2 separate regions of the Oryctolagus cuniculus genome follow, and region 1 is linked to region 2. Evidence: chromatin contacts called from public Micro-C data. All regions are on one chromosome and are shown on one strand. The core of a region is the stretch at or near the end of the contact, and the rest is flanking DNA. Distances in the headings are between cores, read along the strand shown. Region 1 holds the start of LDLRAD4 (low density lipoprotein receptor class A domain containing 4). Region 2 overlaps LOC127492483 (translation initiation factor IF-2).

Region 1 (6,031 bases), core at 381-2,880, 170 kb after region 2:
AAAAATGAAAGTTTTAGGGTAGGTGGCGCTTGTTTTGTCTGGCAGGATACGTTCTGTTTCCTAAAACTGGTGAATATGTGCACTAGATCAGTTCACTGTAGAAGTTGGTATAGGACTTCGGGGTTCAGATACTGTGTGTGTTGGTTGTTTTAGATGGGCTGTTTAAATTCTGAGGAAAAATGTTTTCTCACGTTTTTAAGCACTTCAGAACCACTATTTGCATAAATAATTGATTCTAAATTAAAACAAAATTGCATCTATTCATTAAACTTAAAGACTCCTACCGGGCTATTCCTTATTAACTGAATATCTTAATGTAATTAAGGTGCTTTATTAATTTGTAAGGTATTCCTTATAATTAGTCGATGTCAGTGATGTTTTACTTCATTACCTTGTGTTTACAGCAACAGGAGGTGTTAACAGTGGGTTTCTTTCTACTATGGGGTCTGTTTACTCAAGTCCTTTTTCTTTTCTGTAGTTTAGCAATAAATAAGAGGAGTAAAGTTACATTTTCTACAGAGTGTTGTAGCAGGAGCATCTGAGCGATTTAGACGCTCATGTCCCGGTATTGAAGTGCCAGGGTTTGATACTTGGCTCCGGCTCCTGACTCCAGCTTCCTGCTGGTGCAGACCCTGGGAGGCGGTGGGGATGGCTCACCTGACTGGGTTCCTGTCAGCCACACGGGAACCCTGGATTGCATTTCTGGCTTCCAGCTTTGCCCAGGCTTGGGCTTGTTAACTGGCATTTAGGGAGTGACCCTGTGGGTGAGAACACTCTCTGAGTCTTTCAGATAAATAGATGACATTTAAAAAGTATCAACTTAGAAAAATATTGGGCATAAAGTGAATAGGATGAAGTTTCAAGGGAAAAAGGGTTTCTTTTCCCCAGTATAGGAGATTGATATTCAGGGTTGGTTTCAGAACTCCAGGTCTTTGAGCATCTCACATTCTTGTTAGCATTGCCTCACATATGACGTTAAAATAAAACATTAAAATATCTGAAAAGTATTCTTTAAACTGTTTTCACTGTTATGCACTATATGGACCAATTTATAGATCAAATTTGTTTTGTCCTTCCCACCCACTCTCATTGAAAAAGCTACGTGGGCCTCTGTCCCCCGCCCCTCTTAAGAGTCACTCTCACAGACTGCTGGGTCGAAGTCCCGATTTCTCCCTTCCGGTGCGCTGACGGTGGTGGGTCCACACCCCAGACTCCGGGACCCGCTCAGGAGATGGGTTTCTTCTGGGTGTCTGCGAACTCTCACTCTATGCTCGCTGCAGCGACTCCTAGGGGCTCCGAGGAATGCAGGTGGAGGTGCAGGTGGAGGCCCCCCCCCCCCCATAGAGCTCTCCCAGTGCCATCGGTGGGGTCATGGGCATGGCTCTGAGTGGCTTTGTCTTTGTGGCCTCTCTAGCTCTGCTGGCGTTAATGCTCCTATAGGTCCTCAGGAAAGTGACCTCTTTCTTTTCAATTTCAGCAAAGGGAGAGGTGAAGTGCGGAGCGGCTGATCAGACGCGGCGGGGCTGCCTGGGCGCTGTGACTGCCGAGGGTGCCGGCTGCCGCGGCGGCCGAAGAGGACCTCGTTCCGAGGTGGGGAGTAGGTCTCCGCGGGACAGCTTCTCCACGCCCCGGCTCGCCATGGCCTCTACGCTCTGGCTGGACGGCTGACGGACTGCGTGCACCGCTGGACTGCGTGCCGTCCAGGTCCTGCCTGCTCGCAGGGCGCGGGAGCCGGGCACGTGGGCATCCGATGCTCCCCAGAGCCGGACTGGCAGAGCGATGGACTTGCACAGGCTAAGATGGAAGTGACCTGAGGCCTCGGCCAGGCGGGTCCCTCGCGAAGGACAGCTTGAGAGTCGGCGCACGGGCTTGTCTGGGGAGCAGTATGCAGGAAGCTGGCTTTCAGGCCACAAATGCTTTCACAGGTGAGCGTCCACGTGCCTAAGTGGAGTCTTTGTTCCAGCTCTTAGCAGGTCTGTAAGGAAGCACCAACCACCTGCAAGGAGTGTGCACCCTAGGAGCGGAAGGCTGCGCAGCATCAGGGGCTCAGGCTGCACGGTGGCTGTGATTGCCACAGAACAGTAGTGCGTTTTCCTTCTCTCTGTAAATAGGAAATTGAAGTGTTTTATGTTGTATGATTCTGGCTTGTTTGCTTGCGTTATAGGACACACCCAGTATCCTGCAGTAAGTGTAGAGTTCCTCCAAGCCCCTGTGCTCTGGGGAAATTGTGGAGCCAGGTATGGGGGATTTTTGTTTCTTTTTTTTTTAAATTTATTTATTTATTCGAAAGTCACAGTTACGCAGAGAGAGAGAGAGAGAGGTCTTCCATCCGCTGGTTCACTCCCTGTTTGGCCACAACGGCCGGAGCTGTGCTGATCCGAAGCCAGGAGCCAGGAGCTTCTTCCGGGTCTCCCACGTGGGTGCAGGGGCCCAAGTCTTTGGGCCCTCCTCTACTGCTTTCCCAGGCCATAGCATAGAGCTGGATGGGAAGTGGAGTGGCTGGGGCTTGACCGGCGTCCATATGGGATGTTGGCACTTCAGGCAAGGGTGTTAACCGACTGTGTCACAGCGCCGGCCCTGGATTTTTGTTTCTTAGCAAAACTCTCCTGTGACGTCTCTGAGGGAAAAGTTACCGTTCCCTCCCTGGCATTGGTGTGTTCCTCAGATCCCTTCTTGTGAATGTGGGGGCTGGTGAGGGCAATTTGACTGAACTCACTCTGCCCCGCTCTTATAAATAAGCTCGTGGGAAGCTGGGCATGGCAGTGTGCTGTTGGTTTGGCCCCTGGCTGCCAGGTTGCACACTTTGCAAGGAACCACCCAGCCTGGCTGGTACCCAGCACGGAGGCTTTTGAATCTGACTCCTGGCTTTTTGTCTGATTTGCTTATCCTCCCAGGAAGCCACTTAATCCTGAGCCTGTGGCTCCCTGTTTACAGACCAGTAACGGTGAGGTTGGGGAACCTCTCGGAATCCAGGGCAAACATCTTGGCCTCAAAGAGGCTTTCTTGGTGTCAGTGTTTTTGTGTTTTATTTCACAGGAAAGATGGGAGAAATAGTCACGAGCAGTGACTGTCTTCTCTGATCCTGTGAGTTCTTAAAGTGGGCAGCTTTTCAAATTTTGCAGAGAGAGAGAGAAAATAGGCCAGGTTGTGGGGGTACCTGGGGTAGGAGGGTGAGATTAGACTTGGGAGCCACACTGGCTGGGACCGGAATCAGCCTTCTCCAGGAGTTAAGTCTCTGCTCTTCGATGGGTCTTTCAATGCCTGTCCATCTATCTCCTTTTGCCTGTTTGTAAATAAGGACGATCCCACACTTGTCTCCTGTGCCTCTCTGAGCTGCTGGTCAAGTGTAGAGCCCTGGAGTGCTAGGCCTGGCTTCTTGCTGTGTGGCCTTGCAGCGTGGAGTTGGGCTGCCAGGCCCAGTACTGGCTATGCAGGTCCTCCCCTCCAGCTGTGCAGGTCCTTCCTGTGGCCCTGGGGTGAGCTCTCAATTCTGTAAACACAGGAGCCTCAACGCTGGCACACCTGTGCTGGGCAGGGTGGTCTTATGGCCCAATGAAAATGGCCTCACTGCATGTAGGTTCAGAGGACACGTGAGAAAGTTGAGCTCTTGGCACCATCTCTGGATTGCCAGCCACTGTGGATGGAACCCCTGTGCTCTGACTCCAGATTGGGTACACTTGGGCTGTCTTGGTCCCATGAGCTGTGTCTTCCTGGCAGGGCCCCTCTGGGTGGTGGGTGGTGACACGAAGCCCCTCTGTGAGGTGGCGGGCTGTGTGCTGCTAGGCCTCTTCCTGTTGGTGCTGGGGAGGAGAGGCATCAAGAGGCACCCAAGTGAAGCTCTGCAAAGCAGATTTGAGAGGCGGGGGAACAAGCAGAGGAAGAGAGGCAGGAACAAAGAGAACCTTAGCCAGACGGGGCTCAGAGCTGAGACCTGCCCAGCCCCCAGCCCAGGGGTGAAAACTTCCTGCAGTTGTCACCTCCTCCCCTGGACTCCAGATGCTCCTGCCAGGCTGGGCGGTCAGCCCATCAGAGCCACCTGAACCTGGCTGCCCGGTGGAGGTGGCTGGGCCATCCCTCGAAGAGCCCAGACTTCTGAGCCCTGAGATGGCCACGTCCAGTCCTCAGCACTCTGTCCAGGCCAACCTGAGGCCCTGTTGGAAATAATCAGAATCCAGGTTCTGCCTGGAGAATTCTTGGTGGCAAGGCAGTGCTCTTGAATATTCAAGCCCGAATAAAAGACATCAGAATTGTGTTGATGTCCAGAGCTCATCGCAGCCAGCTCCGAGCACCATGTTCTTCTTTGTCGCACCCCTCCCTACTTTTCATAACCACCCTCTCATAACTCCTTCTCAGCTTATTTTTCTAACTTTAACTCCAGGTTTTCCCAGAAACTCGTTTTCTTGCCATTTGGTGTGCTCCCGGTTGTGTCAGCCTACCTGAACAGCAGTCTTGCTGTTGGTCTAGTAGACATGGGGAACTGGTGTTTCAGAGCATTGCTGGTGTGCCAGGCCCATGCGCTGGTCTTGGGCTTCCTCTGTCGGTCTGCACAAGAGCTCTGATGCTGGTGTTACCATGCAGCTGTGTTACTGGGCCACAGAGCACACTCAGTATAGTCAGGGGCTGGCTGGTGCTGGTGAATCTTGGAGCTCCACGTGTAACCTCACCTGCCCACTGGGCTCACCTGGAGACTGAGACCTCTGTGTTCTGTAGATCTTCTGCAGTCAGGACCTTCATCTTGCCAGGATCCCTTGAGAGTCTGGGAAGCACTGAGGACCAGCACCGTCCAGAGTGCAGAGAAAGCCAAGGGTGGGTTGGGAGACTCAGAAGAACTGATTTCTACTCTCCTGCAGCAGGGGTGGTCAAATTCACTACTCTGCCCCTTGCAAGGAAGCTGTCAGGTGCTGAATGTCATTTATTTGTCACAGCCAGCACACGAGTGCCTGTGGGTGATGGTTTCAGCTTCCCTGCATCTCTCTGAGAAATGATGAATGGTAGTGTTAAGGAGAGGTGCACAGCTGGCCTCCTCCTGGTTGCCTGTGTGCTTTGCCTGCCCTTCTCATCTCTGTTTGTGCACATCATTTGTAAAAGGTGCCTGGGTGGGAGGCTGAAGGGGTGACTCTGGGTGAAGCTTGGTCTCAGAAGGTGGGAGCAGGAGCCTGGTGCCCACCCCTTTTGTGGGTGTCTTCTGTTTTCCTCCTAGCCTTCTGTTTTCCTCCTAGCCTTATTCCAAGACAACAATAAATGTGAACGCCTTAGTTTTTGGAATTGAAAATAGCAGAATAACAGTGTTTGTGTTGATTCTCTGAGCTGATATAAGGAAAATCTTGCCTAAAATAGCCCAAACAATGGAGGAATAGAGACAGTTTTTCTTGGATTTAAATTCTGTTTTAGGGCAAAGCAAAAGTCACTATGCAGTGACTGCCAATAAGAGCTTATGTTCCAAGTCTTGGGAGGTAGAGACTCAGGGCTGCTGTACCAGGAGGACGTAGGGTCTGCAGTCTGGCTGCTGAGGGGCTAAAAGACTGGTTGTGGAGCTGCCTTGGCAGGGCAGGCCTGCTGTTGGGTGGAGCTGTGGGACATTGGTGGTGGAAACTAGGAAGGCTGCTGTCCCCTGCCTGTGAGCCTTGCTGGCCTCCTGGGTGCTTAGAAACTCTGCCTTTGTATGTTGCTTCCTGGATGAATATCCAGATACCCACATAGTTCCATATTGCAGATTTAACTTCCTAATTGTGCTTTTCCTGGGACAGGAATTGATACATTGTTTTTAATTTTTTTCAGCACATAGAATTAAGAGCTGATTTTAGTTATTTAGATTCTACTTTGTAACAAAAAATCAATTTTCCCCTTTTACAAGGAACATGTGCTCATTATAAGAAAGTTTGGAAAGGACAAGAAGTCAAAGGAAGAAAAATGATTACCCATATGTAATCTTGCCATCTGAAGCTAATTTACATCCTTTCAATCTCATTCTCTGTGCAAATTTCTTGTAGAACTGTGTTCATAATATGCATCCTGATCATTCTCTTTTAAC
Region 2 (5,351 bases), core at 2,807-5,306:
CTCTTGTGAATTCAAGTGCAGCACAGGATGGATCATTTTGGACGGCACAATTCTTATCTGACTTTATGTGTGGGATTCCAACAGCAGAAGGATATTCTCTGACTCCCAGGAGTCTGTGGTCAGTTGGGGCCCTGGGTTTTTTTAAACATTTGGTAGTGTTTGCCTTTTCCAGTTCCGTCTCCTCCAACAACTGACTGGCAGCCTTCTCTGCACTAAGTGTGGTCAGGTCTGACACCATGCACTCGCAGTGGAACTTTCCTCACGTCCCACTCCTTGAAGCCAACGTCAGCTGATTTCCACCCAATTTAGTGATATTTTATCTCAATTTGTTGCTCACTTGTCTATCCTACTCCAAGTTTCCATTCATTCCATAACAGTTTCTTAAGGGGCCAGTGCTGTGGCGTAGTGGGCTGAGTCTCTGCCTGTGGCGCCAGCATCCCATATGGGTGCTGGTTCAAGTCCCAGCTGCTCCTCTTCCCATCCTGCTCTCCGATAGTGCCTGGGAAAGCAGTAGAAGATGGCCCAAGAGTCTGGGCCCCTGCACCTACGTGGGAGACCCAGAGGAAGCGCCTGGCTCCTGGCTTAAGATGGGCCTAGCTCTGGTCATTTTGGCCATTTGGGAAGTGAACCAGTGGATGGAAGGCCTCTCTCTCCCTCTGTCTGTGACTCTGCTTCTCAAAAAAAAAAAAAAAAAAAAGAATAAATATTAAAAAAAATTCCTTGAGCCCTCGGGAAGTGTCAATCCTTGTTCTGTGTATGGGGGCTACAAATTCTCCCCTGGACTAGGTCTCTGCTCTCCTGAGCTTCCATCTGGGCCCTGGCTCCCATGCTGTAGATGGATGCTGTAGGAGGATGCTGGCACACCATTGTATTGATTTTACGGACAGCAGGTACACAACAGAGCTTTAGAAATTTCATGGAACATGGAATTAAAAGATAAGTTTATTTTAGTGCAGAAAATTAAAATCCATGCATAGTGTTTTCCTAACACACATTATCCATGAAATGTTTGAAGCCTCCTAGTATATCTAAGTGCCCCCCACTCTCCCATTGCTGTAGTATGTGTGTGTGTGTGTGTGTGTGTGAGAGAGAGAGAGAGAGAGAGAGAGAGAGACAGAGACAGAGAGAGAGGGAGAGCAGCTGAAGTGGAAAACAAATACAGGGAACAGACAGTGGAAAATCCTCTGATAGGTTCCTCCATGGCTGTCTTCTAGAAATGGAAACAGATCTGCAGTTTCTAGTTAAAATTAGAGAAGACAACAAGAAAAGACAGAGCCAGATTAATTGAGATTCATCACAAATGGTAAAATTGAGGTTATGATTTTAAAATTCAGCCCTTGACTTAAAGGAGTTAAGTTATGCACAAGGAAATCAGGCACAAGTGAAATGGAAGAGCAGATTGCTTTTTGGCCTTGGAAAAAACCTTTTCTTCTTCACTGCCCGTGGGGGACTTAGAAGGCAAAAGCCATTTTGCTTTCTACCCAAAGAGGGCAAAAACACAGTTGTCCAAGCCCACCCTCGCGAGCTGCTCTTAGCTAGCACTAGATGGACGTGACGTACTGGCGCACATTCAACACAAACCAGTAAGTACACGCTTATCAGATATCAGATGCAGGCGGCTGGTATTGAGCACTTACCAGTCCACTTCTCATTTTAAAATGTTCACCTTAGCAGCCAGATTCAGAGCCCCCCCCCGCTCTATTAGACCCGACTCAGCAGACGCTGCCAGTTGTGACTGGGCTGAGCTGGATGTCCAAGCTGCCGAAGGTAGGTGGCAGTGTGGTCTGCTGGTTCAACTCCCAGCTCCGTGTTTAGCCAGACCCTTGTCTGTGGTCTGGGGACAAATGACCAAATCTTCGGAAGCCTCCACTTCCTCCTCTGTAAAATGGAGACAAGCTCCCAGTTATTGTGAGGACCAAACAAGACAATGCACGCAGCGCTTCCTACACAGCTCTCAGCAGAGACTAGCTGCTATCATGAAATTACCCATGAGCACCGATAAAACGCAACAGCCATTATTACCGGGAGTGGAGGGAGGAAGCAAACTCAAGAGATGCAGAACAAAGCCGACATCGCACGAAATCAAGCCACTGAGGAATGAATCACAGGTTTCCAGATTCCTCTCTGATACGATGGATGCAAGAGCTGGGCAAATCTGGGGGGAGGTTGAGAGAAGTGAAAATTGTTACCACTTTGATTAGCTGCACCTCTGTTGACCGTGAAGCCCCGTGCACTTTGGTTAGTCCGCAGGTTTAGTTTTGGCAGAGGGAACTAACTGCGGCGACTGTAATGCAATTGGGTTACCATTCTCACACGCTAGGGCAGTCACCAGCTCCCATCCAGTACGGCTGCAGGGGCTGGTGTCAGTGCTGGCAGTTGTGCGGAACACAAGGGCGCATTGTTAAGGGGAGTCGAGTCCCAAGTGGCCCTTCAAGGAGACGGGGGCACAGCGCGCTAGGAAGCATCCGTCTCCTTCCCAGCCTGAGGGCGGAATCCTGAGCGCGACCTCGCAGGTCTCCCGAGATCCCCCGCCCTGCTGCGTGTCCCGTGGCCCTCCTGCCTGTGTCCGCAGTCCCTCTGCGCGGGGCAGACACGCCGGCCCGGTCCCCGGAGACTGCCCCCGGCTCGCAGGCGCCAGGTCGGCTCCTGCGGGGGGCGCTGTCGGCAATCTCCGCGTGGCCTGGAGTTCCCGGGGCTGCCGGCGGCGGCGCGCGCCCCGCTAGCCCGAGCCCGGCGAGCCGGGGGCCGCAGCCTGGGCGCCCGCACGCTCCCCGCCTCCGGGCGCGTGTGGGCCGGGCGCGCCGGGACCCCCATCGCGCCTCCGCCGCGGCGGCCCCCCGCCCCCCGCGGCCTGGCCTCGCGCCGGGTCCCCGCGGCGGAGTGGGGAGGAGGAGGGGAGAGACTGGAGGAGTTGGCGACAGACGCAGCCTCGGCGCGCACGGTTCCGGCTGCAGACAGACGGCGGCGGGCGGCGGCTACCTCCCCCGCACGGCCGCGGCACCGCTCCCTCGGCCCCCGCCCCCAGGCAGCGGACCCGGACCGGAGGGACGAGCCCGCGAACGCGGTGGGCCCGGCCCGCCCCGCGTGCCGCCGCGGCCGGCCGGGGATCCCCTGCGAGCCGGGGAGGAGCCGCCGCCACCGCCGCCGCCAGACAGCCTGCGAGTCCCTGGGAAAGTGCAAGGGGGCGGGGAGCGCGGGGGCGGCGCGGGTGTCAGGTCCTCGGCTCTTAAAGAGCCCGGCGCGCTGCGCTCCCGGCCAGCCCGCCCGCGCCCCCCGCCGCCGCAGTCCGCGCCCCGCGCCCCTCCCCGCGGCCGGCGGGGCCGGGTGGCCCGCGAGCCGCACTGCGGGCGCTCCCCGCCCCGCTCGGAGCGGCGGCCGCAGGTGAGTGCGGACCCGGCTGGCTGCCGTGGTCGCGGCGGCTGGCCCAAGTTCACCACCGCGCTCGGGCGGGAGCGGTGGCCGAGGGGGCGGGGGACGCGGGGACTGGACGCTCCGGGAACGGGACGTCCGCGAGCCTGCGCCGTCGGAGGGGTCGGAGGGAGCGGCAGGCGCCACGCACCCTCCCAGCACGGCGCGTCCCCCGGAGACAAGGGCGCGAGGTCTGTGCGCCGGGTCGCGGGTGGGCACGGCCGGTGCCCCGGGGCGCTCGCCCAGGGAGGGGTGCTTGTGCTTGTAGCAGTCGTGTCGCTCCACCTTTACCCCCAGCCCGTTTTCTGTTCCCGGTGCCCTGGGCGCGGGCGTCCCGAGGTCGCAGGACTCTAATTCTGCAGCACTGGAAGCCAGGATGTGCGCGGGGCTGCCCCGGCAGTTGCCACCCCTTTAGGCCGCTCGCGGACCCCTGCGGGAAAGGGGACTGGAGGTCGGCGAGAAGCGGGAAGATCGCGCAGGACCTTGCCGGTAGTTTGCAGGGAGGAAGGGGGCGCGAGCGGCCCGCATCCTCGCCCTGCGTGCTGCCCCCTGCACCCCACACTCCCCAGACGCTCGGACCCGCCTTGCCCGACGTCCGCCGGGTGCCCCCGCACGCGTTGACGTCGGTCGCGGGGCCGCCCGCGCTCCCTGCATTGGCTGGGACGTGGATGTCTTGGTGGCTGCTGCTGTGCTCAGGCTGAGTCCAGAGCCCCGCAGGAAGCAGGCGTGTGCTGCATTTCTCGGTGACCCTCAGCGTGGAATAAACAGGAAGCGACGAGCACTCGGCAGGGCCGGCACTGGCCTTGTTGCGGGGTCTGCTGCCCCGCACGGCCGCCAGGAGGCTTCCTCGGACCCCTGCCCGGTGCGCAGCCCGGAGTGGGGCTGGGGCGCGCCCTGTGAGTACGCGGGCGGCTCTCAGTTGGCTCTGTGGAGGCTAATTTCGCGAGGACGGAGGGGAGGGCATTTGCCTGCTTTTAAACTTTTTTTTTTTTTTCATTTGAAAAAGGAGGAGGTTTCCCAAGGAGGCAGAGGTTTTCAGGGCAACGGGGACGCGTGGGGCTGGGGGTGGTGGGCGGCACCTGGAGAAGGCGCTTCCGGGAGCGCCCTGGTCTCCAGGTTACCTGGCAGGGCCGAGGGTCCGCCTGTCAGGACTGGGAGAGGACTCTTTAAGGGAGCAGAGCTAACTGGGGGCTGCTACCAGGCACAGGAGTGAGTGCTGAATGGCAAGGGCCACATGAAGCCAGCGTTAATTTTTGTTTTCCCCAAAGAATCTTTTAATTAGCTAGAATTGGATAATTTTGATTTGCTCCTCTTCTTTTCCTCTAACCTCCCCGCCCCCCATTCTAATTATTTTTGCCACATTCTTATCCCTGGACCCCTCAGGTGCAGGTCAGCCAGTGCTGGTTTCTCAACCTCCCTTACAGTTACTGCAGACCTACTGTGTGCTACGTTGTGGGCTGCAAGGTGGGGTTAGCTGTGTGGAACGTTGATTGCAAGAGCTTCTGTCACTAAGTTCTGAGCAGCAGAGATGACTACAGATGGTGTGCACAGCGCCGGCTCTTAAAAATAGGGTTCCGTGGCTGGCATGGAGGTTGGCGCCTTCCCGCAGAGCCAGCGCTGGGAAACTTCCCTTTAAAAATGGCCCTTTCTGCTAGTTTGGCTGGCCAAGAAGGGCATTCTCCTGTCTGTGTCTGCCCTGGAGCCTGGGCACTGAGTATTAAATTACAGGGAAGGCTCTGTAAAGTCTACACGGAGCAACTAGCACTGCATTAAGTCATGTCTGCACTCTGCAGATGAGGATTCAGTCTTCCCTTGCTCCTTAAAATTGTTTACTGTAAACTTGCCTTCGTTTTCTGTACAGTTCTCTCCCACTGTAGTTTTCGTGTGCAGTAAAGGATCCTCGTGTTGAGCTGAATTGATTGCATAGGCAGATGAGTAGATCT

Evidence for each region. Hi-C and Micro-C count contacts between places; a contact is called where the count stands out from the background.
Region 1: a contact with region 2 is called in a Micro-C map of ear pinna, with 6 times the contacts expected there. The contact joins the promoter of LDLRAD4 here to the enhancer-like site in region 2. A contact is called at or near these places in 4 of 6 Hi-C or Micro-C datasets (ear pinna, embryonic fibroblasts, liver and 1 more).

The regions. Positions count from the first base shown.
Region 1 is chr10:70,289,852-70,295,882 of mOryCun1.1, forward strand. LDLRAD4 (low density lipoprotein receptor class A domain containing 4) reads left to right here and starts at 1,631. Exons shown (of 5, transcript XM_051852199.2): 1 at 1,631-1,925. The coding sequence starts at 1,886. LOC127492483 (translation initiation factor IF-2) reads left to right here. Exons shown (of 7, transcript XM_070049820.1): 7 at 1,478-1,668. The coding sequence ends at 1,668.
Region 2 is chr10:70,117,930-70,123,280 of mOryCun1.1, forward strand. LOC127492483 (translation initiation factor IF-2) reads left to right here. Exons shown (of 7, transcript XM_070049820.1): 2 at 1,706-1,767; 3 at 2,573-3,381. Among named protein-coding and RNA genes, the nearest start is that of LDLRAD4, 170 kb to the right of the region's middle. Within about 2 kb of position 4,057, at least 5 of the 8 cell types and tissues checked have an H3K27ac peak or open chromatin away from gene starts, as enhancers often do. A contact at or near this core is called in ear pinna, where this site is marked.